Linked DNA regions of Mus musculus: regions 2, 3, 4, 5, 6 and 7 are each linked to region 1. Evidence: chromatin contacts called from public Hi-C, HiChIP or PLAC-seq and promoter capture Hi-C data. All regions are on one chromosome and are shown on one strand. The core of a region is the stretch at or near the end of the contact, and the rest is flanking DNA. Distances in the headings are between cores, read along the strand shown. Region 1 holds the start of Zcchc9 (zinc finger, CCHC domain containing 9). Region 2 has its middle 26 kb from the start of Gm41018. Region 3 overlaps Atg10 (autophagy related 10). Region 4 holds the start of Serinc5 (serine incorporator 5). Region 5 has its middle 17 kb from the start of Spz1. Region 6 holds the start of Spz1 (spermatogenic leucine zipper 1). Region 7 overlaps Atg10 (autophagy related 10).

The links. Promoter capture Hi-C pulls out the DNA fragments that hold promoters and counts their contacts. Hi-C and Micro-C count contacts between places; a contact is called where the count stands out from the background. HiChIP or PLAC-seq counts read pairs in DNA pulled down with a chosen protein or histone mark. Capture Hi-C pulls out chosen DNA fragments and counts their contacts.
Region 2: a Hi-C map of the N1E-115 cell line shows a contact between it and region 1, with 9 times the contacts expected there. The contact joins the enhancer-like site here to the promoter of Zcchc9 in region 1. A contact is called at or near these places in 4 of 39 promoter capture datasets (the C10 cell line, cranial neural crest, embryonic stem cells and 1 more), 5 of 484 Hi-C or Micro-C datasets (the N1E-115 cell line, cerebellum, cerebral cortex and 2 more), 5 of 115 datasets of contacts at active chromatin or transcription factors (T-cell acute lymphoblastic leukemia, astrocytes, embryonic forebrain and 2 more) and 2 of 9 other capture datasets (liver and pancreatic islet).
Region 3: an H3K27ac HiChIP or PLAC-seq map of DN3 thymocytes shows a contact between it and region 1, with 14 times the contacts expected there. The contact joins the enhancer-like site here to the promoter of Zcchc9 in region 1. A contact is called at or near these places in 10 of 39 promoter capture datasets (the 3T3-L1 cell line, the C10 cell line, cranial neural crest and 5 more), 4 of 484 Hi-C or Micro-C datasets (the G1E-ER4 cell line, the N1E-115 cell line, common lymphoid progenitors and 1 more), 17 of 115 datasets of contacts at active chromatin or transcription factors (DN3 thymocytes, the NIH/3T3 cell line, astrocytes and 12 more) and 3 of 9 other capture datasets (adipose tissue, liver and macrophages).
Region 4: a promoter capture Hi-C map of adipose tissue shows a contact between it and region 1, with 5 times the contacts expected there. The contact joins the promoter of Serinc5 here to the promoter of Zcchc9 in region 1. A contact is called at or near these places in 4 of 484 Hi-C or Micro-C datasets (B cells, CD4 T cells, embryonic stem cells and 1 more), 4 of 115 datasets of contacts at active chromatin or transcription factors (DN3 thymocytes, astrocytes, memory CD8 T cells and 1 more) and 1 of 9 other capture datasets (adipose tissue).
Region 5: a contact with region 1 is called in a Hi-C map of the N1E-115 cell line, with 6 times the contacts expected there. The contact joins the enhancer-like site here to the promoter of Zcchc9 in region 1. A contact is called at or near these places in 2 of 484 Hi-C or Micro-C datasets (the N1E-115 cell line and regulatory T cells).
Region 6: a contact with region 1 is called in an H3K27ac HiChIP or PLAC-seq map of large pre-B cells, with 2.2 times the contacts expected there. The contact joins the promoter of Spz1 here to the promoter of Zcchc9 in region 1. A contact is called at or near these places in 2 of 115 datasets of contacts at active chromatin or transcription factors (large pre-B cells and stem cell-derived neural progenitor cells).
Region 7: a promoter capture Hi-C map of hippocampal neurons shows a contact between it and region 1, with 4 times the contacts expected there. The contact joins the enhancer-like site here to the promoter of Zcchc9 in region 1. A contact is called at or near these places in 1 of 39 promoter capture datasets (hippocampal neurons), 1 of 484 Hi-C or Micro-C datasets (the N1E-115 cell line), 5 of 115 datasets of contacts at active chromatin or transcription factors (CD4 single positive thymocytes, embryonic forebrain, embryonic stem cells and 2 more) and 1 of 9 other capture datasets (adipose tissue).

The regions. Positions count from the first base shown.
Region 1 is chr13:91,806,208-91,809,160 of GRCm38.p6, reverse strand. It overlaps Zcchc9 (zinc finger, CCHC domain containing 9), which reads left to right and starts at 1,465. Exons shown (of 6, transcript NM_145453.2): 1 at 1,465-1,551.
Region 2 is chr13:92,731,927-92,734,879 of GRCm38.p6, reverse strand. No RefSeq gene overlaps it. Among named protein-coding and RNA genes, the nearest start is that of Gm41018, 26 kb to the right of the region's middle. Within about 2 kb of position 1,384, at least 22 of the 459 cell types and tissues checked have an H3K27ac peak or open chromatin away from gene starts, as enhancers often do. A contact at or near this core is called in the N1E-115 cell line, cerebellum, cerebral cortex and 1 more, where this site is marked.
Region 3 is chr13:90,966,163-90,969,115 of GRCm38.p6, reverse strand. All of the region lies in intron 5 of Atg10 (autophagy related 10), which reads left to right. Among named protein-coding and RNA genes, the nearest start is that of Gm46434, 36 kb to the right of the region's middle. Within about 2 kb of position 1,480, at least 26 of the 459 cell types and tissues checked have an H3K27ac peak or open chromatin away from gene starts, as enhancers often do. A contact at or near this core is called in DN3 thymocytes and the N1E-115 cell line, where this site is marked.
Region 4 is chr13:92,609,707-92,612,659 of GRCm38.p6, reverse strand. It overlaps Serinc5 (serine incorporator 5), which reads right to left and starts at 1,522. Exons shown (of 12, transcript NM_172588.2): 1 at 1,373-1,522. The coding sequence starts at 1,399.
Region 5 is chr13:92,591,727-92,594,679 of GRCm38.p6, reverse strand. No RefSeq gene overlaps it. Among named protein-coding and RNA genes, the nearest start is that of Spz1, 17 kb to the right of the region's middle. Within about 2 kb of position 1,514, at least 80 of the 459 cell types and tissues checked have an H3K27ac peak or open chromatin away from gene starts, as enhancers often do. A contact at or near this core is called in the N1E-115 cell line, where this site is marked.
Region 6 is chr13:92,574,709-92,577,661 of GRCm38.p6, reverse strand. It overlaps Spz1 (spermatogenic leucine zipper 1), which reads left to right and starts at 1,430. Exons shown (of 1, transcript NM_030237.3): 1 at 1,430-2,953. The coding sequence starts at 1,696. The coding sequence ends at 2,832.
Region 7 is chr13:91,037,816-91,040,768 of GRCm38.p6, reverse strand. All of the region lies in intron 4 of Atg10 (autophagy related 10), which reads left to right. Among named protein-coding and RNA genes, the nearest start is that of Gm46434, 110 kb to the right of the region's middle. Within about 2 kb of position 1,383, at least 128 of the 459 cell types and tissues checked have an H3K27ac peak or open chromatin away from gene starts, as enhancers often do. A contact at or near this core is called in the N1E-115 cell line and hippocampal neurons, where this site is marked.

The sequences.
Region 1 (2,953 bases), core at 216-2,715:
ATTGTTTGTTTTTGTTTTGTTTTGTATTTTTAAACTTTCTGGGATATTTGTGGCATTTACTATACCAAATCACAATATTTTTCTGACACTGATTTTCCATTTAAGGAAAACTGGGCCCATTTTAACTCTTTATCCAGCTAACGGATGTAGTAAGGAATGGGGATCAATTATGTGAGAGGCAATCAGGATACAGTAAAACTTATTATACAATCCTCTGTGAAAAGAATCAAAAAGCATGGCCTGGGAGAGGATGTTTCAGAGGCTTAGATAAGAATAAAATCTTGGAAGACTTGAAACAGAACATAATTAAAGAAACCAGAGTATTATGTAAGCAGAACAGCGTATGTAAATCCTGGTGCTAAACAAAAAGAAGATGGGAGAAGGCCCCTTCGTACAGAGCTTAAATAGGACAGAGATTGTAACAAATGCTCTTCCAGAGTTTGAATATCATCTCAACATTGAGAAAAGATGGAAGGGGTTTAGTCTGGAAGACACCAATTGGATCTGGCGCTCTGACTTATATTTTCAAAAGTTCACTTGTGTAAAACATCTGGGCAAAAACGTCTGCCCAGATGAGCTGCAAAAATTCGGGCCAACACAGTGAAAGCTGAGACAAGGAACGAACGGGACAGTCAGTAGAGACAAAAGGCGAGAAGAGGCAGTGGATCAAATATTTAAGAGGCAAAATAAACAGAGCCTGATGGAGGACTAAATGTGTACGTCCATGCCGTTTCTCACTGAACAAACCTGGGGGAGGCTTCCCGAGCGAGGGAGGGCGGGGGAGCACTAATAGGACGGAGGACTAGAATTTTATTGAAAAATGAACTCCGGCCACCAACTGTGAATTAACGCCAGGCAGGGCAATCATGAAGTACCACTCAGAAGCAATAGGTGCTCCGAAGGTCTCTTCAGACTTGCATCTCAGCGACTCTCTTGGTGCGCTGACACTGCGGAGCCTCGGCTCTCTCTCTCTCTCTTTCTCTCTCTCTCTCTCTCTTTCTCTCTCTCTCTCTCTCTCTCTCTCTCTCTCTCTCTCTCTCTCTCTCTCTCTCTCTCTCTCTCCCTCTCTCTCTCTCCCTCTCTCTCTCCCCCCCCTCTCTCTGTCTGTCTCTGTCTGTCTCTGTCTCTGTCTATCTCTCTCTCTCTCTCTCTCTCTCTCTCTCTCTCTCTCTCACTATTTCGCTACTATTTCAAATTCATTGAAATATATTGTCCAATTCAAAGGACCGTGTAAGGAAGACCTTCCTCCCAAGAGTCCTTCCGTCATCTAGACTGCACATTCTGGGACCGCACAGACTGGGCGCTCATTATCTTTGTGTCCGGGGACTCCAGTGCAGCGCCCTTACAAACAAACACTACACGACCCACAAACTGGCACAAGCCAGCCACCTTCCCCAGTTTAAGACCCACAAACACCTCACGCTTCCCTTGCTTGGCCTGCCGGAAGTGACGCGTGGAGACGGTGCACTTCCGGTCTCTATGGCCGCGATCTCATCCGGGGCCGGGCTTCTCTGGTTCGTTGTCTCAGCTGCTCTGGAGGATTCAGACCCGGTAAGGAGCTACGCGGGTACCACCGGTTAAGGCGTGGGCGCCTCTGTGCTACCTTGGCCGACTGGGGCCGGACTCCTGCGGGAGATCGCGAGGGCAGAGCCCGGGAGCTAGCTTGTCGGATCGCCGGCTCCGTTGCTGGGAGCGGGCCCCGCAGGCCTGCTAGGGTGCCCGCGGGTCGCAGTGCTGGGGCGGGCATGGAGAAGCGATGCCGCGCGTGCGGGGGCACCAGGGCTGTCCGGCTGTCCCGTGTCACCCTCCAGACACCCAGAGTCTCACATTCCGGGTGTGCGGGAGGAGGATCCGCCCTCTTGGTGACGGGGGACCGGTGCACTGTAAAGTGGCATACAGCGTCACTCACCGGCCCTGAAAGCATGTTGCAGACTCCTGGTGCCAAGGCTTTAAGTTGCCTGGCACACTGGATGCTGCCCTGAAAGTGGCAACTCGGTAGTTGAAATAATCCTTTGATTGTGTCTGGTGTATTCATTCATTAAAGAAGAAAAAGAAACTGTTCTCAGAATTGCTAGGTAGTATGCAAAGTAAAATACTCAATTTTATGTTGGAGCCAAATAATTCGTCTTAAAATACACTCCTTTTAAAACTGCTTACATCTGCATTCTAAATGAAAATCTCTAATTATGCATTTATTAAAGGTAAACAAACAAGATTTCTTAATGTGAAGTTTATTTTACAATTTGGATCACTAAAATGGGTTCATTGAAAATGACTTAAAGCCGGGCGTGGTGACGCATGCCTTTAATCCCAGCACTCTGGGAGGCAGAGGCAGACGGATTTCTGAGTTCGAGGCCAGCCTGGTCTACAAAGTGAGTTCCAGGACAGCCAGGGCTACGCAGAGAAACCCAGTCTCGAAAAACCGAAAAAAAAAAAAAAAAAGAAAATGACTTAAAACCATTAGACTGCAAATGGCAGTCACCCTCATTAAATAAGAGAAGACTGCCATGTGACTACAGACACTTTATAGACTGCCTTTATACATCTACAGGGGAAAGACAGACGAAAGGACAAGACTTGTGTATGTTTACTAATGTGCTTTGCAAGTAGTTGCATTGAAATGGCAAACTAAGCAAGCAGATTGGGAGAAGGCAGACTGGTTTAAAGGTAGGAAAAGAAATGGCCAGGACGACGGCAGGGTTTAAGAGGACCATTTACAGTATTTACATATGATTTCTAACTTAAAAATCATTTGCTGGCAAAATATTTTCTAGTTTTAACTAAGCATATGTTGTTTTCTTCAACTGAAGTAGAACCTCTCTGTTCAATGCCAAAATACTGTAGAAAAATGTCTACACAGCATACCATGTGTCTGTACCCCTACCTAAATGAAGAGTTTTAATGGTTTAAAGTTTAAAATGTGAGTATATTTGATAAGTAATGACTTCTGTAT
Region 2 (2,953 bases), core at 135-2,634, 930 kb before region 1:
AGTCCCCAGAACAGAGCTCACCTGGGCCAGGCAAAGTGTCTGTCCCAGAATGGCTGGGCAGAAGTCCCTTGAGTTCCACAAGAAAAGGGCACCGCCTTCTTCTCCAATCACTCTGGTTGTAGCTATGAAAGTAATGGGTGCTGTGATCAATTTGGCCACACTTTTGGACTGGATTTTACCCCATTTTGAATGTGAGTGAGTGAGTGAGTGAGTAAGTGAGTGAGTGGTTCTCTGCTTGTCTATACAAGGGAAAGCCCATTGTCTGCCTGCTCGCCCAGATCCAATTTGATCATTAATGCCAGTAGTTACACCTGTGACTATAACAATCATATTGGAAAGCCTAGAGACACATGCTCACCAACCACACCATGTACAAGCTGGGGCAGGCCTCTGAAGGTAGCACCCCAAGGCTGACACGTGACCAGCACACTGAAGTGCGGGTCGTGAACCTTACTCTGGAGAAATGCCGCAGTGGAGGACCCCAGCCTAGGACCCTGGCTCTAACTCAGGCGCACTTTCTCCTGCTGGTGCCCGCTTCAAAGTGGCAATTCCAAACGGCCTATCATCTGGATCTGTATTTGGCAGCTCTGTGCATTCATTAGACATTTTATCTGGTCCCCTACAGAGAGTCCCAGTACATCAGCTCTCTGAGCTCCTTGAACACGGCAGCCTCTTTATTCCTGCCTGAGCCATTCTGTAGCCAACATCTATCTGCGGCATTATGTGAGGTGCGGTGTGTGGTCTGAGAAGTGATACCGGTCATTAAGATGGAGAAGAGAGAAAGAGTCGTGGTCATCGGTGCCTATGAGAGAAGACCCACGGCTGGGCCTTGGCTCTGGTGAGAAAGACCAACAGCCGGTGCCTGGCATGTCTCCGGGGACCTGGAATGACGTGTGCCTGGGCACAGCTTGCATCTCTGGCCCAAGAACCAGCTGGCACCAATAGAGCAAAGAGAGGGTCCCGAGTTTGTTCAGCCAGCTGGCAACATCCCAGCCCTATCTATCCCTCAACCATCTGGAAAATGGAAATGAGACCTCTGCTTGCTACCGAGTTCCTGGGATTTACTCATGAAGCCCCCACATACCTAGAGGAGGCTGCCCTGGTTTAAACTCTTGCTCGGCCTCTTTTGCTCGAAATAGCGAAAGTGACCCATAAATCGGTGCTCTCTGCCAGCAGCTGTGAGGGTCCTTGCCATTTCTGCTCTCCCACCCCATTGAAGGGAAGCCCCCTGCAGGCTCCTGCTGTGGGCCAGCCTCGTCTCTGAAGCAGAGAGTCCAACATCAGATCCAGCGGCTTTTGACTGGGGCTGAACGTCTGCTAGTATGGGTGCCGCTCCTTGCTCTATGGCGCCCCCTGGCTCTCAGCCAGGTTGCCCTGAATGCATATTCTGACTAGAGACAGGGAGGCAGAGCTTCTGCATGCCCCACATGCTTCCCGATCATGCAGATGTCACTGGTCCAAGTAAGAAGTGCTAGACAGCACAGCGGGAGGAAACTTTAGCCCAAAATGCATTCACATAGAAAGCTGGGCTCCTGGCCTAGCTGCTGGGTTAGAGCCCAGTGTAACGTTCTCTTAGATGTTCCAGACTGTGCAGAAATGGACCAGAAAGCCACGTCACTTGGCCTGCCCATCATTCCTCACGGCAGCAGTGGCACACAGCCTCGGAAACTAGGTGGCATTTAGCTGGGTATTCAAGCCAGACCCAGCAGTTCATCTTCAGTTGGGACTCTGGGATCTGTGGCCGAGGACAGCCCTGTCTAGGAATGTACCTGAAAAACACCACAGTCCTTTCCCTGTGGCTTTGCTAGACTTACCCGCCTCCCTCACCCACTCCAGCTCCAACAGGGTCCGGCCAAGCCTGGGGTGGATTCCTTCTGGTTAATTGCTTTTTTTCCTGGCAGGGTCTCTAAGTTCATGGAATCTGCCTCTTGTCAAAGGCAGAGTGTCAGTTGACCATTGAGCACAGGCTGCAGCTAGTCATGGGCACTCATTTTTCATTAGCAGCTCTCTTTCTTCTCCATACTTACTACGGTCCTACCACTCACTTTAGAATGTTCAGGAAAGTGGTGAAAATAAGACTGAGTCCGACATCAGATCCAGCTCCCTGCCAGCCTGCCCAACCTCCTGGCCTGGCCCAGCTCTCAGACCTGGATCAGTGTCCACCGTTTGGAAAATGACTTTCCGATCTGTGCAGTGTATAGTTGTGATTTGTATTCACGTCTGCACAGGTTCCACCGCCCCTGAAAGTTAATCCTGCAGCCTGCCATGCTGATCTGCACAGCCTTTGCCCGTTGCCTTTGGTACTGGACTGTGAGCTCCCATGACTTTCATCCCAGCGTTCCCAGGACTGACCCTGGACGAGCACACCCTGTGCCGGTTTTTCCAGCTACCCTCTCTGTGCTGCTAAACGGTGTGAATTCAGATACACAATCGATCACTACTCCACTTGATACGAAGTTGACCATCCACAGAAGCTTGCTGTCAAGTGGCCCTGTCTAGGAGTTGTGCACACCGTTTTCAAGTGAATGGGGTAGACACAAAATCCCATCTTATAGAGCAGGAAAATGTCTCTGCAGCTTGCTTCCCTCCATAGGCTGGGGTGGAGGGGTGGAGCCATCCAGTTCCCCATCTGGGTGAGAATTCCTCCCTTTGAGAGGTGTAAACAATGTCTACCCTAGTCCCAATGACAAGGCAAAGATAGATTCTGCCCAAGTTCACCCTGGGGGACCAATGAGCTCATTAGGCTTATTTACAGCGCATGGGTGACATTAAGTCAGCCCATTAGGTCTGTGCCAAGCATGGATGACAACTGCCATGGCTGCTCAGAGAGAGGCTCTCCTATCAGTCTTTCCCAACCTCTAGCGCCTCACTGGATTCCCACCCCTTCCACACGCCCAGCATGACCAGTGTAATGTATTCCAACGGCTGAGAGCGGTAGCCAGACACACAGGTG
Region 3 (2,953 bases), core at 231-2,730, 840 kb after region 1:
GTATGAGCAACACAGAACCTTTGTGGTTGTGTTTGCCAGCAGGATGTTTAGGGCTTAGATTATGCTTTGGTATGTGGTAGGTACACACCGAAGCCTTCTCTCTGTTCTGTGATTAGGCATACTCTAAAAGACGGTCTGGAAAAGTTGTCTGGACCAAGTTACAAGAAAAACAGAGACCTTTGCAGTTGAGACTTTATCATGTAGGTATAGATTTTTAGCCAGGCAAACCCCAAATCTATTAATCAGGCATTATCCTGTGACGCAGAGCTCTGATTGGTTGTTGACAGAGATTTATGTTCCCAAAATGATTGAGCAAGGGATGATATCAGGTTAGCATTTGAGTTTCTGTAGTGAATGAAAACGGAGAAAGAATGAAAAGCCTGAACTAGAGCCGGCTGGAGGAGAGATGCTCGCCAGAGTTCATTTTGGGACTAACTTCCAATAGGTGAAAAGAAATGGGAGTGTTTGGTGGAAGCTGTGCTTTGGGTGGGGGTGGGGGTGGGGGTGCTGAAAGATGCTTTGGAGAATTAAGGGGTCAGAGCAATGAAGTGAAAGGAGATTTCAAAACAGTCCTTCAGTGAAAGTGAACTTCTGAGCCTCTGGAGGTGTTCATCTGAAAGGCTCTTCCTGTCACTATGGGGAGTTGGTGTCTCTGGAGGTCTTGAGTAGACAGAATGGGTTGTTCACTTGAGTTAAAGAAAAAGGTCTGTGTCTGTTGTCAGCTGTAAAACTAAAGGAATGCGAAAGTTAGATTTTTCAAAATTACATGGTTTAAACTTTTTGTTTTATGCATGAAAACTGATATTTCTACAAATATGTGGGTGTCACCACATAGCAGATATGCAGATGTTTAGTCAACTGACACAATAATTGAGCCCTGTACTTGTTCAGTATGAAAATGTACCAAGTAAAAGACTCCAAGATTTGTGAATTTAAGAAATAGATTTCCTCATTGCCAGTGCAAAGTAGTTTGGCTAGATCATATTTGAAGGAGAATGTTGTAATCTTAAAAACTACCATACCAGCTAACTATTACAGTGCCCCTCAGTTAATGCAAAGACATGAGAGCTATAGCATTAGAGGAGCTTTTTGCTCATGTTTGCCTTTGAATCACGTGAGTCACTAGGGAAGACGAACATCCTGGGTTTTAAGTTGACCGTACCCACATGTTTGTGAACCTTCACAGCTGGAAGGCAGTATGAAGACGGCATTGTGGCAAGGAGATGCTTTCTTATAAAGAAAAGCACTTAGCTTTTCAAGCAGATTCCAGATTAGCCAGCTGTTGCTTCCTAGACAGGCCACAGGAGTCTAGAACCAATGACGTTGGCTTCTCTATTGAGGGGGAAGATGTGGTGGTTGTAGCACTGGCTGTGGTCTCCATCTCCTTAGCTTATGTCAGCCTGTCACAGCCGGGCTCCTTCTCTGCCTGTTTCTCCTCAGCAGCAAGCCTAGCATCCATGCCTACAGTGTGGTGGATGGCTCTCTGGCGGTCTCTGCTGGCGGATGTTCTACATGTTTCCAGGAGGAACAGCCCAAGACTGACTCTATTAGAGAATTTTGAAAAAAAAAAAAGTGTAAATACATAAATAACAAATATACTAAAGTTCCCTGTTGTGAACCTAAGTGAAGTTTTAACTTGTAGCTATAACTCTGAAGCAGACAATGTGTACAAGCATCTTTGAGTGTGCACATAATGAATGTATAGCCCTGTTTCTTGGTTGAAGGGAAGAAATTAATCATTTAAAGTCAATTCATGGTATGTGTGCATGTGTGTGTTTAAGTTCTTAAAGCTCATATGTCTCTAATTTTTCTAGCAGGCACTTTTCAGCATATGTCAGCATGTTTGTAGGTTTTCTCATTGTTTTTGTTAGCATTTAGATTGCCAGCAAGCCTTCAACCTGAGCATTAAATCTTTTAATTATTATAGTCATTGATGGCCATATTTCCAGATTACAATCTTCCATGAACAGATGAATTGGAGATATTGATTTGTTATATTAAAGAGAACTAATGTGTGTGTTTCCATGCATATATTAGCATATTGCATCAGAGATCATGTCTCATCTCTTTCCCATTTTTTTTTCATTTTAATTCTTGATAGAGCATGTATAATCAGTGAAATAAGCATCATCCATTAGTGAGCTTGGTCTTCCCTGAAGTATTACTATGCTAAACAATCCTATTACCAAAGCATTATTTTGATAGTTTATTAAAAGTCCTGCAGCTCTCACATTGCTATACTCAAACACAGCTTTATGCAATTAAAGTTATAATAGGAACTTTATTACAATGATATATAACTTGTATCACCCTAATAAAAGTTCCTGTACACAGCGATGCTTTAATAATGCTGTTTCTGTAACACTGCTTCCTTCGTAATGGGGACTTCTCTCATGGCAACTTCATTATTAGGAAATGATCTCAGTAATAGAAATGCAAATACAGATTTTGAAAGGAGCGTTGTGTGCACGGCTCCATTATTGACCTGCTGTCTTCTCATGCATTGCATATCATCATTATAAGCCAACCATGTAGATTATAGTTACGATTACGGCCATGCTGTTACAGTTTAGCATTCGTGTCATTCCAGGGAAACACTGACTGCCATTTTAAGATGAAATTTGGGAGTTAAAATTATTTAAATTTTAATTAAAATTAGAATCAAAAGCATTAAAAATGACTTACAAAACTTTCTCTGATTTTTATTGTATCATAGATAGAGGAGACATCGGCCCTTAAAATGGGGTGTTCCCTTGATGTTCTCACCGTCTTCTCAATAGATGTATGAGAATAATGCTTTAAGGGAAAGAATTTCTGTATCTCCTACTTTCGTAGATACCCGCTCAAACAATCTGACTGACTGTGGAGACACTTGAAGTAGAGATTTTCCCTTCCAATCCCCGCCCCCTGCCCTTTAGCCTTTGCTCATACCAGGGCACTGAACAGAGTAACG
Region 4 (2,953 bases), core at 273-2,772, 800 kb before region 1:
AAATTCTCAGAACCTGAAGTCAAGCACCTGTCAGGAAAGATCTTCACGGGGCTTCCAAGAGAGAAGGGCTGATGGCCCCAAATACATGCAATTACTTACTATACAATGAAAAGGGTTGCATCAAATTGAAGAGTATCACAAAACAACCAGAAAAATGGACTTGGAGGTGCTGCTCAAAGAGCACTTGCCTAGAACTTACAGCACCAGCAAAGAGAGAGAGAGAGAGAGAGAGAGAGAGAGAGAGAGAGAGAATGAATATTTGCAATTTTCTGAAAACAATCTTTTCTGCCCCTCTTGGTCTAAAAAGCCTGAATGGGTCATATTCCTTCGTCCTTCCTTTCCAGACATTGAGGGGACGGGCATCATTTTACTCAAACCAAAAAGCCCCACTTTCCTCATTTCTGAAAAATGCCAGCTTGACATACAGGGCCACCTCTAAGAGGACAGGACTACTATAGGCCACTAAACCTGATGGGTCCAGAGACACAGCTTAACCCCCTACAGCACGTACAGCTGGCTCCCATTGTCCTGACGTTCAAAGTAAACAAGACCAGTCCTGCACCTGAATGCCCACCCACCGCGATCAGATTCGAGGTTTTGTTTTTGTTTTTTATAACCCCTTAAAACCTAACAAAAAGACAACATGGGAGAAAGACATCCAGATGGCTTTACCTAGTTCGCTGTTGTTTTTCTAACCCTGCAGGAAAAAAAAGGGAAATTAGCATTAAAGGGCTAAAACCTAATAATTCTCTCCAGTTAGGAGCCTCCTATGGCTTGGATATCGTGAATTTAACTGGCAAGATTACAAAACAGGTTCCAGCAAGATGAGTTGCAAAGAAGGGAGCGAAGGCTCGTGCCCAGTCAGGGTTGGGTAGGGTCCGGTCGGTAAACCCATAAAGCAGGGCTGAGCCTTCCCTGTGCCTAGACTTGTGTCCGGGAGTTTGCAAATCGGATATCCAGACGTTCTCGTGAATACAGAGCCCCATGTTCTAGACCTGGAGATGCCAAACGCGGCCGCCCTGCTCGGACTGACCAGTTGTGCTCGGAGTACAGAAACAGAGATCTTGTCCAACCCCACGTTTTTCCTGGATTTATCCCACAGGCAGTGCAGTGGCAGGAGAGCTACGGAACTCAGAGCCACTACTCGAGGCTTCGACCGGAGGTGACACGTCCTGGGAACCGATGGGATCCTCAGCTCCAGACCCGCTCGCCCTGCCAGCCCGGAATCCCGGAGGCCGAACACCGAGGTCGCTGGGGTTGCCTCTCGGGCTTCCCCGCGTCCCTTCCCGCCCACAGGGTTTCCAGAACTCGAGCTTGGCTCGCGTCGGTGTCCGCGATTCTGATAACCCGCGCGGCAGCCCGCCTCGCTCACCTGGCCAGCACAGCACCGGGCAGACATCACCGCGGCCGACGACCTCGCCTCGGGGACGCTGCCCGCTGGGCCCGTCACTCGGGCCCTCTCGGCTTGGTCCGCGAGCGCGCGACTGAAGAAGCTCGTCTTGCTTCCTATCCCCGAGCCCAGCAGCCCAGCTGAGAGCCCCGTACCCTGGCCCGAAAACAACCGCCGCCAAGCCCCGCCCCACAGGCTCCGCCCTAAGACCGCCCCGAGTGTAGGTTCCGCCCCATATCCTAGGCCCCGCCCCTTGAGCGGCCCGGCGGATGGCTATGGCCCCGCCCCTTTCCGGGCAGCACAGTGGGCTTCTTCCTCTCTGGCACTTCCGCCGGAGTTAGACCAAGGGAATGCAGTCTTTACAAGCTCTCGGGTTTTACTGACCCGCCGGGTTTCGCGGCGCTCCTCCGCCCCGGATCCAGTAAACTAGATCCGCTTGCCTTTGGTAGTTAAAACCGTAGCCCTAGAGGAAGACTCCCTCCCGAATGCCCTGCGCTGGTCCCTCCACGAGGGCGCCACTGGTATGGGACTGCGATCGCCTTACTCCTCAGGCATCTACCAGATCCACGTTCGGGAAACCCCTCTGTTCCCGCACCCCCTCAGATGCCAGGTCTCCCCAGGCGCCTAGCTGTTCCACCTGCTGTTCCCGCGGAACTCTGACCGAGAGTCGATCTGGGAACCTAGGTTGGGGTCCTAGTTGCCTCTCAGCTGACCCACGTTGAAAGGAGGATTCCAACATTTGCTTGTTGGATGCCAAGGGAGTGCCAAGTTTTGCTCTCTACCTGAATCTCTTCTCACGGTTACTTCAAATGTAAAACCATTTCTGTTAGTATGATTTTTACACCAATGCCTTTTTGGTTGGAAGAGTATTTCAGATAAACATTGCTGTACCCGTGTGAGGAAAGTGACAGCGGATAAGTAACTTGAATAGCTTGCCTAAAGCCTTGGGAAGTGAAAACGCCTAGCTGACAATCCTAGCCTAGCGTCTGATCCTCAGGCACAAAACCCAGGACTTGACCTTCCCTGGACAGAGCCTTTGCCTATAGTGTCTTGGGAACTTTAGGAGATAGAAACTAAAAAAAACTGTTTTTGATAATCCGTGCTTTAGTTATTACCAACGCTGAATCTTCTGGCGTCTTAGATCCAGGAGTTTAGAGTAACACACACAACCGAGCCCTACTTGGCGGTTAAGAAAAGTTATGAAGACAGTGGCTGTAACTAAAAATAAGAAGGTGTGGGAGGAGCAACCTGCTGGGTGGCAGCCTGTAACTCAGAGCCAGGACCTCCGCAGGGCTTCACAGCGAGCTCCATTGTTTGCTGCAGGGCGGTCACTAGACTTAGAACTTCAGCCCCTGGGGAAACCGGTCTGACACCAAGAGTTTGTCTTTGTGGGAACCGACCAAGAGGTGGGGGAGGGGGGTAAACTGTCCAAACCTTTGAGCTGGAACTTACCCACTCTTTTAGGAGACCCCTCACCCAGTGTCCCAGTGTCACTGGATTAGGATCAGAGACCTCGTAGTGGACTCCTGTTTTGCTTTTGTTTGTTTGCCAGCCCTATGCAAG
Region 5 (2,953 bases), core at 265-2,764, 790 kb before region 1:
TACAAAGGGAAAGACTCAGGCAGTACTCCAGGGAACTCAGATGCCACATTAATGAAAGGGGAGGGAGCCGCTCAGCAGGCTTTTCAGCTCCATCCAGCCCCCCACCCCCCCACCAGGGAACATATTAATTTCAATTATTTAGTCCGTTCAGGTTAGAGTTAGGTCTGTTTCTGCTGCCAGCCATAAGGAGACGTCACTGAGATAGATGTACAAGGTGCGCTCTGGGTTTTAGTTTGTCTACACTCAGGTGTTTACAAATCCTTTAGAAGGGGATCCAATTAGCCTGACTCATTTTGTTTCTGTCCTTTTCTGAGTTGTTCTTACCCTCTGTTTATCATAAAGTCCAGAATCACACAGCTGTAATAGACAGACATCCTGTGAGTCAAAGGCAGACTGCCCCTGAGCAGCAATTTCCTTGACATTTACAAGGCTGTGAGAAAAGTCCTCAGATAATAGCCAGCCCGACTGTGTGACCTGACCTCGACCATTTGCAATCAAACTGCCCTGACTCTGCCTTTGTTCTGGTCCTGTGTGATCTAAGGCTGCTTTTGGCACCCCAAAGGGGCCTGGCACTTAGCTATGTCTTCCTGACAGCAAGGGGAATAAAGGTTTTTGGGGTTTTTTTTCCCTGTGATTCTTTGGGGATGAGTGGCTAAATCTCATCTGCTAGGATCCCCTGGCATCCCCAGAGTGACACATCTACCCTGGAATACAGTAGCATGTTGAATACACCTTTGCATCTTAAATTATGTAAGAAGTTTTCAAGCAGTGTATTGGAGAGTTGCCAGGCCTCAAATCCAAAGTCTTACAGATGCTAAGCACACTAACATTTATGCTACCTACTTACTACTGAGTATCTTCAGCTTCACTAAGATAAATATTGGGGGCTAAGGATGCAGTTCAATTGACGAAGTGCTCATTTAGCATGCATGAAGCCCTGGGTTTGATGTCCAGCCTGGTTAACATGAAATATATTTGTGTGACTTAGGGAAATAATAGTGCAGTTACTATACACGTTTACTATGAAATCTCAAAAAGCATTTCTAAAAGATGGTTCATTTCTGTTCTTCTACATACCAGGGAAATTTATTCTGCTTTGATTTTAAAATTCAATCCACAAAATATTCACTCTCCTGATTTCAAGTAAACACAGCTTATAGTTGAGGTTGTCAGAGTAAGGGAGACAAAGGCAATTTATACCTCCCTCCTGCCAAGAGCACAGCCTGTGGGCTGTAAGACTCTCAGCAGTTAGGATGTCCACACAAGATTTGTCTATCAAACATGCTCGGTTTATTCACAACAACATTCCTTATAGGAGCTGCTAACATAAAAGTTAAACAAGCAGGAGATGAATGGTTGTTTGGGCAGAAATGCTGCTGCAGGGTCCACTGGGGAATCCGGGGGAGGATGCTATCTATGGAAGCTTGCAGGCTCGGCCCACATCCTCTGTGAGGTTCTTCAGCTGTTGCTGGCAGGAAGATAGCGCGGATGGTGGTCTGGGAGGTCCTAAAGAGCACAGGCCAATAACTATCGCTGACAGACAGCCCTGTGTGGCCTCAGCAAGAGAGGTCACTGAAGCCAGGGCCACGCCCAGTCTCAAGTCCTCTTGGTGATGCTTATGAACACGAGCCAGAGGCGAGGTGTCTAAGGATCGTGACAGTGAGGTCCTACAGAATATTCCCATCGTTCCAATTTTTGTATCATTTCTTTGGTAGCCTTGCCACTCTTAGGGCTCACAGCCTGGCGGAGCCTGTTCACCAGCTCATCAACAGCCTGTTGGGGTTATCTCATTAGCATATCAGGGCCAGACCTGGGCTGAGCTCAGGTCTGAGCTGCTGGGTGGTCTGCCAGGGGCTTGCTTTTGGGGCCTAACTCTTATCAGAGCTGCCCAGTGACAAACTTATATCTTATATGCGTTACATTATTCCAAGTACACAAAATGACGTTTGAGTCATTCAAAATGGTCTTTAAATTATGTTTCTTACACTCCCTCTCTCCCAACCTCAACGTTCCTCACTAATGTACTTTAATTTCCTAAAAGCAGTACTAGAGGTCTGGGTCTATTTCTTTAATAATGGGCTTTTTTTTTCTTTTTTCTTTTTTTTTTCTTTTTCTTTTTTTTTTTTTTTTTTTTTACCTTGGCCTATCTTTTCAGATTACATTTCAACAAAGGCCCCCTGGTGTCTCTTTGAGTCATTATATTCACAGCATCTTTGAAGTATGAGGTCTTTGGAAGTGATTGGCTGGATCCGAACCACAGCCAGTTAGCTGCCTTCATGAAATCAATAGAAGGCTTTCTTTTGAGGATGTCTTTGTGAGAGACAAAAGGCAGAATTTCCTTCCTGGAAGGAAGGCAGTTCCATGAATTCTGTCTGTTTATTCGTAGTCAGGTTTCAGTTACTTAAGAACAGTTTAGGTCCATTTCTTCATATCTTCTTCTTCTTCTTCTTCTTCTTCTTCTTCTTCTTCTTCTTCTTCTTCTTGGTTTTTTGTTTTTTGTTTTTTTGTTTTTTGTTTTTTTGTTTTTTTTTTTTTTTTTTGAGATAAGGTTTCCCCATGTAGCCCTAGCCATCCTGGAACTCACTCTGTAGACCAGGCTGGCCTTAAACTCAAGATCCTCCTGCCTCTGCCTCCTGAGTGCTGCTCTAAGGGTATGTGCCACCACTACTGGCTTAGGTCCATTTTTTAGAAATGCTTTTAAAATAGATTCAGCTGGAGATTTTGTTTGTTTATAGACAGGGTCTCGTGTAGCTTGATGCTTATATAGCAAAGGACGACTTTGAACCCCTAGCCTATACATCCAATACCATGCCTAACCCAGAGTACTTATTTTAAATTGCTAAAGAAACAGATGATTTGGCTAGGGGGTGTGATTTACTTCATAGAGTGCATGCTTATATGCAAGATGTCCTAGGTTCAGTTCCCAGCATCGAACAAAACCTGGTATGGTGGT
Region 6 (2,953 bases), core at 181-2,680, 770 kb before region 1:
CAACAGTTCCATAGGCACATACAACTGTGCCAGGAGTACATCAGAACCAGGACTTGAACTCAAGTCCTTAAGCTTCCAAGAAGCTGCTCTGACCCATGGAGTTATCCCCATGTCTCAGATTATTCCTTTAAAAAATTATATATATATACATGTATATATATATAATACATATATATATATATATATAATGATTGAACTGAGTTGTTTCAAATGCTTTAGACACATTGTCATTTTAATCAGGTACTATGAGAAGTGGCCAAGCTTTTTATCACTGACTGGAAGAGTCATAAATACATTCAGAAAGCCTATCTTAAAAGTGCCACATTTTAAAAAGATTCCCAAGTGGAGGACTGAGGATACAGTTTGGAGGCAGAACACTCATGTACTATCTAGAAAGCCCTGGGTTCTTCCCTGCCCTGTCCTCCCCCTGACCCTCCCCCTAAGGAGAGAGACAGAGAGACAGACAGACAGAGACACACAGAGAGAGACAGACACAGAGGGAGAGGGACCGAGAGAGAATTTATAACTGTGCTGTTGACTCATGCCAATAGCCTCTTACCATTCAGTAGAATATTTTTGAATGAAAAGATTTCTCACATTAGTGTCCAAAAATCACTAAAGATGGAGCACTTTGAGAAGTTCTGCTTTCTATCCTGTCTTAGTCAATGTTCTATGACTATGAAGAGACAACGTAACCATGGAAACTCTTACAAAAGGAAGGCATTTCATTGGGGCTGGCTTACAAATTCAGAGGTTTAGTCCATTGTTATCACAACGGGAAGCACGGTGACATGCAGGCAGACAAGGTGCAGGAGAAGGAACTGAGAGTTCTACATCTGGATCTGCAGGCAGCAGGAAGAGACGTATACTCTGGGCTTGCAATAGACTTTCTGAACCCTCAAAGCCCACCCCGTAGGTGATACACTTCCTCCAACAAGATCATACTTCCTAATCCTTACAAATAGTTCCGTTCCCTGGTGACCAAGTATTCAGATCTACGAGTCTATGGAGGCCATTCTCACTGACATCACCACACATTCCTAACTCTTCCACAACATCTCTCCTACAGCTGGAGCAACACTTCCTCCTTCTATGAAAGAATTCTTATTCAGCCTGCTGTGCTTTCTCTCAACTATATTTACCCTCAGGTGGAACACCGTGGTTGTGGTTGGCTCGATGTGGTGTGGTGTGGTGTGGTGTGGTGTGGTGTGGTGTGGTGTGGTGTGGTGTGGTGTGGTGTGGTAAGGCAGGGGGGTGGGAGGGTGAGGTAGGAAATTGCTGTAATGCTCTTAGAATGAAGAGCCTAGGAGAGAAGAGAGGGGCAGGCATGTGGGAGGAGTAAGGTTGGCTGTGGTGTCTGAGTTGTGGGACAGGAATCTAAGGGACTCCCATTGTGATGTAAAAGAAACAGAATGTGTTGCCCCAGAGGGGCAATGACAGAATAAAGACCTAGTAGCTGGGGCCTCAGAGAAAATACCAGAAGCCTAGCAGAAGGGAGATGGAGCTCCAGCTCCAGGTCCCCCTTCCCACCTCCTCCCCCTGGGCTGTCTGAGATGTAACCTTCTACCTGAATACCACCTCCCTGGGGTCAGTCATTAACTCTGGCCCATAACTCCTGCCTGGTTCCATCTCCTCCACCGACTCCCAGGAGACTGCCATCTGCTCTCCCTGGACTCTCTGGGTCCTCAGGTCCCAATGTCGGACACAGACAACTCAGCGGAGATGCCCGCCCGGTGTCCATCTCCTAACCCTGCTCCTGGTGCTAAGCAAGAACCACCGAACTCTGGGATCACCATTTCCCTCCTTGAAATCGGATCACTCCCCACTGTCTGCTACCACTCCTTCCCACCACCAAAGAATAGCATCTGTCCAGTAGAGAAAAGAGGGAGGGTACAGAAATTTAGCAATCTCTTAAAAGACGTTAAGGATGTTCTCAAAAACATAGCAGGCGTTGAAGAGAAGTCTACAGTTGGGGAGCCTTTTGATGATGCCTATATTCCTGAAGACCTGTCAGAACTTAACGTCAGAGGTGTTGAGAAGAAAAATAAAATACGATTTAAAGATGATCTATTCATTCATTTCGACCCAGAGAGAGAACAGAACACAATGAAGCAGATGTTATTGAAAAACCAGAGTGCTAAGAACATGGTACCAAAGTTTGCAAGGGACCTGTGCAATGCAGAAGAAACGAGAGGCTTCGACGGCATGCTGCTGAGCGTGAAAAGACCGCGGAATGGATCCCTTCACCTTCGCGGAGAGTACAGAAAACTCAGGAACAACATGGAGCAGTTACTGCAGGAAGCAGATCACTGGAGTAAACAGCATAACGAACTCAGCGAACTAATGAGGTCATATCAGGAATGCCAGAACGAAACCCAAGAAACTACTGACAAGGATCGAGCCTGTTTGCAAAACCAACCCAACAATGGGCTATCCACCAAGCAGAAGCTGGAGGAGCAGGTGAAGAAGCTAAGCCATGACACCCACGCGCTGCATTTGATCGCAGCCCTGCTAGAGAATGAATGTCAGGTCCTACAACAGAGGGTAGACATCCTCAAGGATTTCCATCTCCACGAAGCGGGACTGGGGCACGAGAAGCCTTTGCAGATGTCCTGTGAGCAGGACAAGAAATGTCCGAAGTTAGCGGAAGCAGACAAGACGGACGCTTTCAAGCATACCACGAGGGCAACGGAAGGCACGATTAGGAAACCGAAGATCCTCAGGAGCCCGGATGTTTGCTTTACTAAGAAGGCTCGGAATAACCGCTTCAACGCCCGTGTTGCAAAGAAATCTCTGGTGGGGAAAAGGAGAACCGTTAGCAGCTTTCGGTAGAAGTCGCCAGAAGCAGATACAACTTGAGACAAAACTGTCATCAACCCAGGGTAGAGAGCTTCTGATTCCACCAAGGAGGAGGCCTAGGATAAGAGGAACCTATATTATCTCAGTAGTTAGA
Region 7 (2,953 bases), core at 134-2,633, 770 kb after region 1:
GAGGGGAAGAAAACAGAGGTTAAAAATAAAAAGCTGTAGTTGAGGTAAGGTTTCACCAGTAAAACTTCTCATGCTTCAGAAAGAGCAGACTTCATAGTGAATGATATCATCCCAGCCTTAAATCTCATCTTCACAGTTTTGGCCCCTTGCCTGAAGTTGACTAAGCCCCCTGGCCTTTCTTGACTTTAAACAAGTAGGAACAACTTAAAGCTGCAATGTTTATTTACTTCTAACTTTGCAGTAAAAAATTTCTTTCTGTCTCAAGTGATGCCATTAACTCCTAAGTTCCTGGGCTTCTTTCACCAAGAGCTTATGGTTATTTCAAGAAATGCTTATTGGTTAGGTTAAGGGGTATTTAAGAATAGCAGTAACACCTCCACTAGTCATCTACACACCTCATGCCTCAGTGCCTCGATATGCTGTGATCTAACGCATTGCCTGACAAGAAGGTGGACACCTTGTCTCCTTGGAGGCCTCTGCTAATGATGCCACATGGAGTCCTCACACTGCAGCTTGGAGATGTCTGGGTATGCCCTGGGTAAATTAGGTCAACTTCAGGCCTTGGACTCAGAGCTCCATCCAGTCCACCTCTTACCTTGTGTGTGGTTTTGTGCATGCCTTTCTCGGTAACAGTTTGCATTTGCAGACTACTAATTTCTGGATAGCTAAGACATGTGAATTTAGCCAATGATCTCTTATTTTTAATTAAAAAGTAGCATAAGCTGCTTTGAGTGTGTATTTGGTGGGTTTAATCACTCACTGCTTTATATTGTTTAATGGTCTCCAGTTTTGCAGGGCTGGCAGTTTTACAAGCACTTACGATTTAAAACAAGAGCAAATTCTTAGAGAATCCCTGGTGAGAAGATTTTAATCTGAGGTGCAGTTCCTAAGAACTGACAATTTTGGGTAAATTTTTAACCTGGGACTTGAGGACACAGATAGTTACTAACTCTCAAACTCTTGCTGCAGATTCATCCATATGATTACTCCTAACCTTTAAAACATTTGCTTTATTGTAATAATATTTGATTTAGAGTCCAGAGGTTAAAGAGGATTTCTTGTCTCTACACTGTGCCCTCTACTAAAAGTTGGGGAATATATTTGTTACGTGGGGTAGAGGAGGTGGGGAATGCTTCCTTGATTCTAGTTTGCAGTCGCCCTGCCTAGCGCTATCTAGATTCAAAGACAAGCCAGGGCTGCAGGTAGAGGACACAGGGCACTCATTCGGATTCTTCAGAACTGTTCTTTCATGTGATCGGTATTCACTGTAAGCACTTAATCACCAGAGACGAATTTCCAGAGACAAAACAAGTCCTTTAGCTTGTCAGCATCAGGGATGCGAGGGATTGCAACATGGCTGCTTCTAGCTGGAAGTGGGTCTTGCCGAGACCGGCTGATGAGCTCACGCTGGCTCTGTGCTCTGCACGTGCCAACAGCTCCCCTTACAGCACAGCACAGTGATTGTTCCTGCAAGTCCAATTATATTTTAATGACATTAGTGTGCTTCCTGCATGCCTTTCTACATGGTGATTTTAGTTCTTAAAACACACATACACAAGTAGCACTCCTGGTTCTATTTTTAGAATTTCAAGGCACCCTTCCTGTGTACCTGATAAAGAAAACCAAAGAGGTCATTTGTTTTTTGTAAAAATATATTCCCAACCTCTCATTCTGTCTTGTATGGAATTGATTTTTAGTTCTTTTTAATTCCAGAATTCATTTGCTTATGCACATTAAAATATGGGATTATATTTTATAAAGCATATTGAGATGTTTTCTTGTGGAGAAAACTGGAAAATGGTTCATTGCTTGATCATTCTGTGTACTTTTAAATTTTGCTTTTACCTAACGTAAACTCAGGGGCCTTCTAAGAATGCACCATTCTTCATTTATGAGTCATTTTTTAACGTATTCTCCCTAGTCCAGTCCTCCTTTCAACGTCTGCTTAGCCTGGCTGTTCATGTGTTAAAAGTCTGATGGTGTAGAGAATGCATTCCTAGCGTCGTCTTCTTATTCCAGGCCTGGGCTTTTGTTATTGGTGGTGGTTTTGTTGTTGTTGTTGTTGTTGTTGTTGTTGTTTGTTTCCTACCAAGAGAATCTGACCTAGAAACAGGATGATTGTAAAAATTCTTGCCCAAGGGTCTTGTCTGTCTGTCTTTCTTTCTCTTTCCTTTTTTCCTCATTCCTCCCCATTTTTTCTTTTGTTTGATGTTGCAAAAAATAGTTTATTTGTTTGTGACAGGAGTTAGAGTTTCTTTTGCATCTGTTAGTAAAAATCAATTTCTCTGCTTAACTTTGATTTTTTTTCTATACACTCACACACACACATACACACATACACACACAGGAAAAGTAAAGCAAGGGTTTGGTAGTTCCCATTGAAACTGACATTGCCCCCTTTATCAACTGGTTGAGATTTCTTCTGAATCTGTTTTGTTTCTTGACATGCAAATCCACTGTGCTTTGAGTTCCTGTGGCTCCTGTATATGATTCAGTGTCTGCCTGAGACTCAGCTAACATGCTGACTACCCTTGCTCCTCCCACGTCCTGTCTCATATCTCTCATCAGACCATGTCATCACCTCACACACTGCAGTATAATAATGTGTCTGTTTATTTGCCCTCCTACCAGATGGTACGCAAACATATAAAAAGTAGTGAAGGATATCAGTGTTGATTACCTACAAAGTGAGAAGCATTGATTATGGATCTGTGCTTGATAGTTACGTGGCATTTTACACACACGCCATGCTCACCTTGCTAATTTTGTTATTCACATCGTCATCCGTAGGCAAGCATCAGCAGATGCTTTCTGGATAAGTCAATAGTGAAGACTCTCTAAGCATTTCTAAGTATAGCCAAAAGACTAAAATATTGTGGATGTAATACTGTTCTCACTGTTGTGACAAGGTATAAGGAAGAAGTGGTGGTGCTCTCTCCAGGAGACCTAAGGC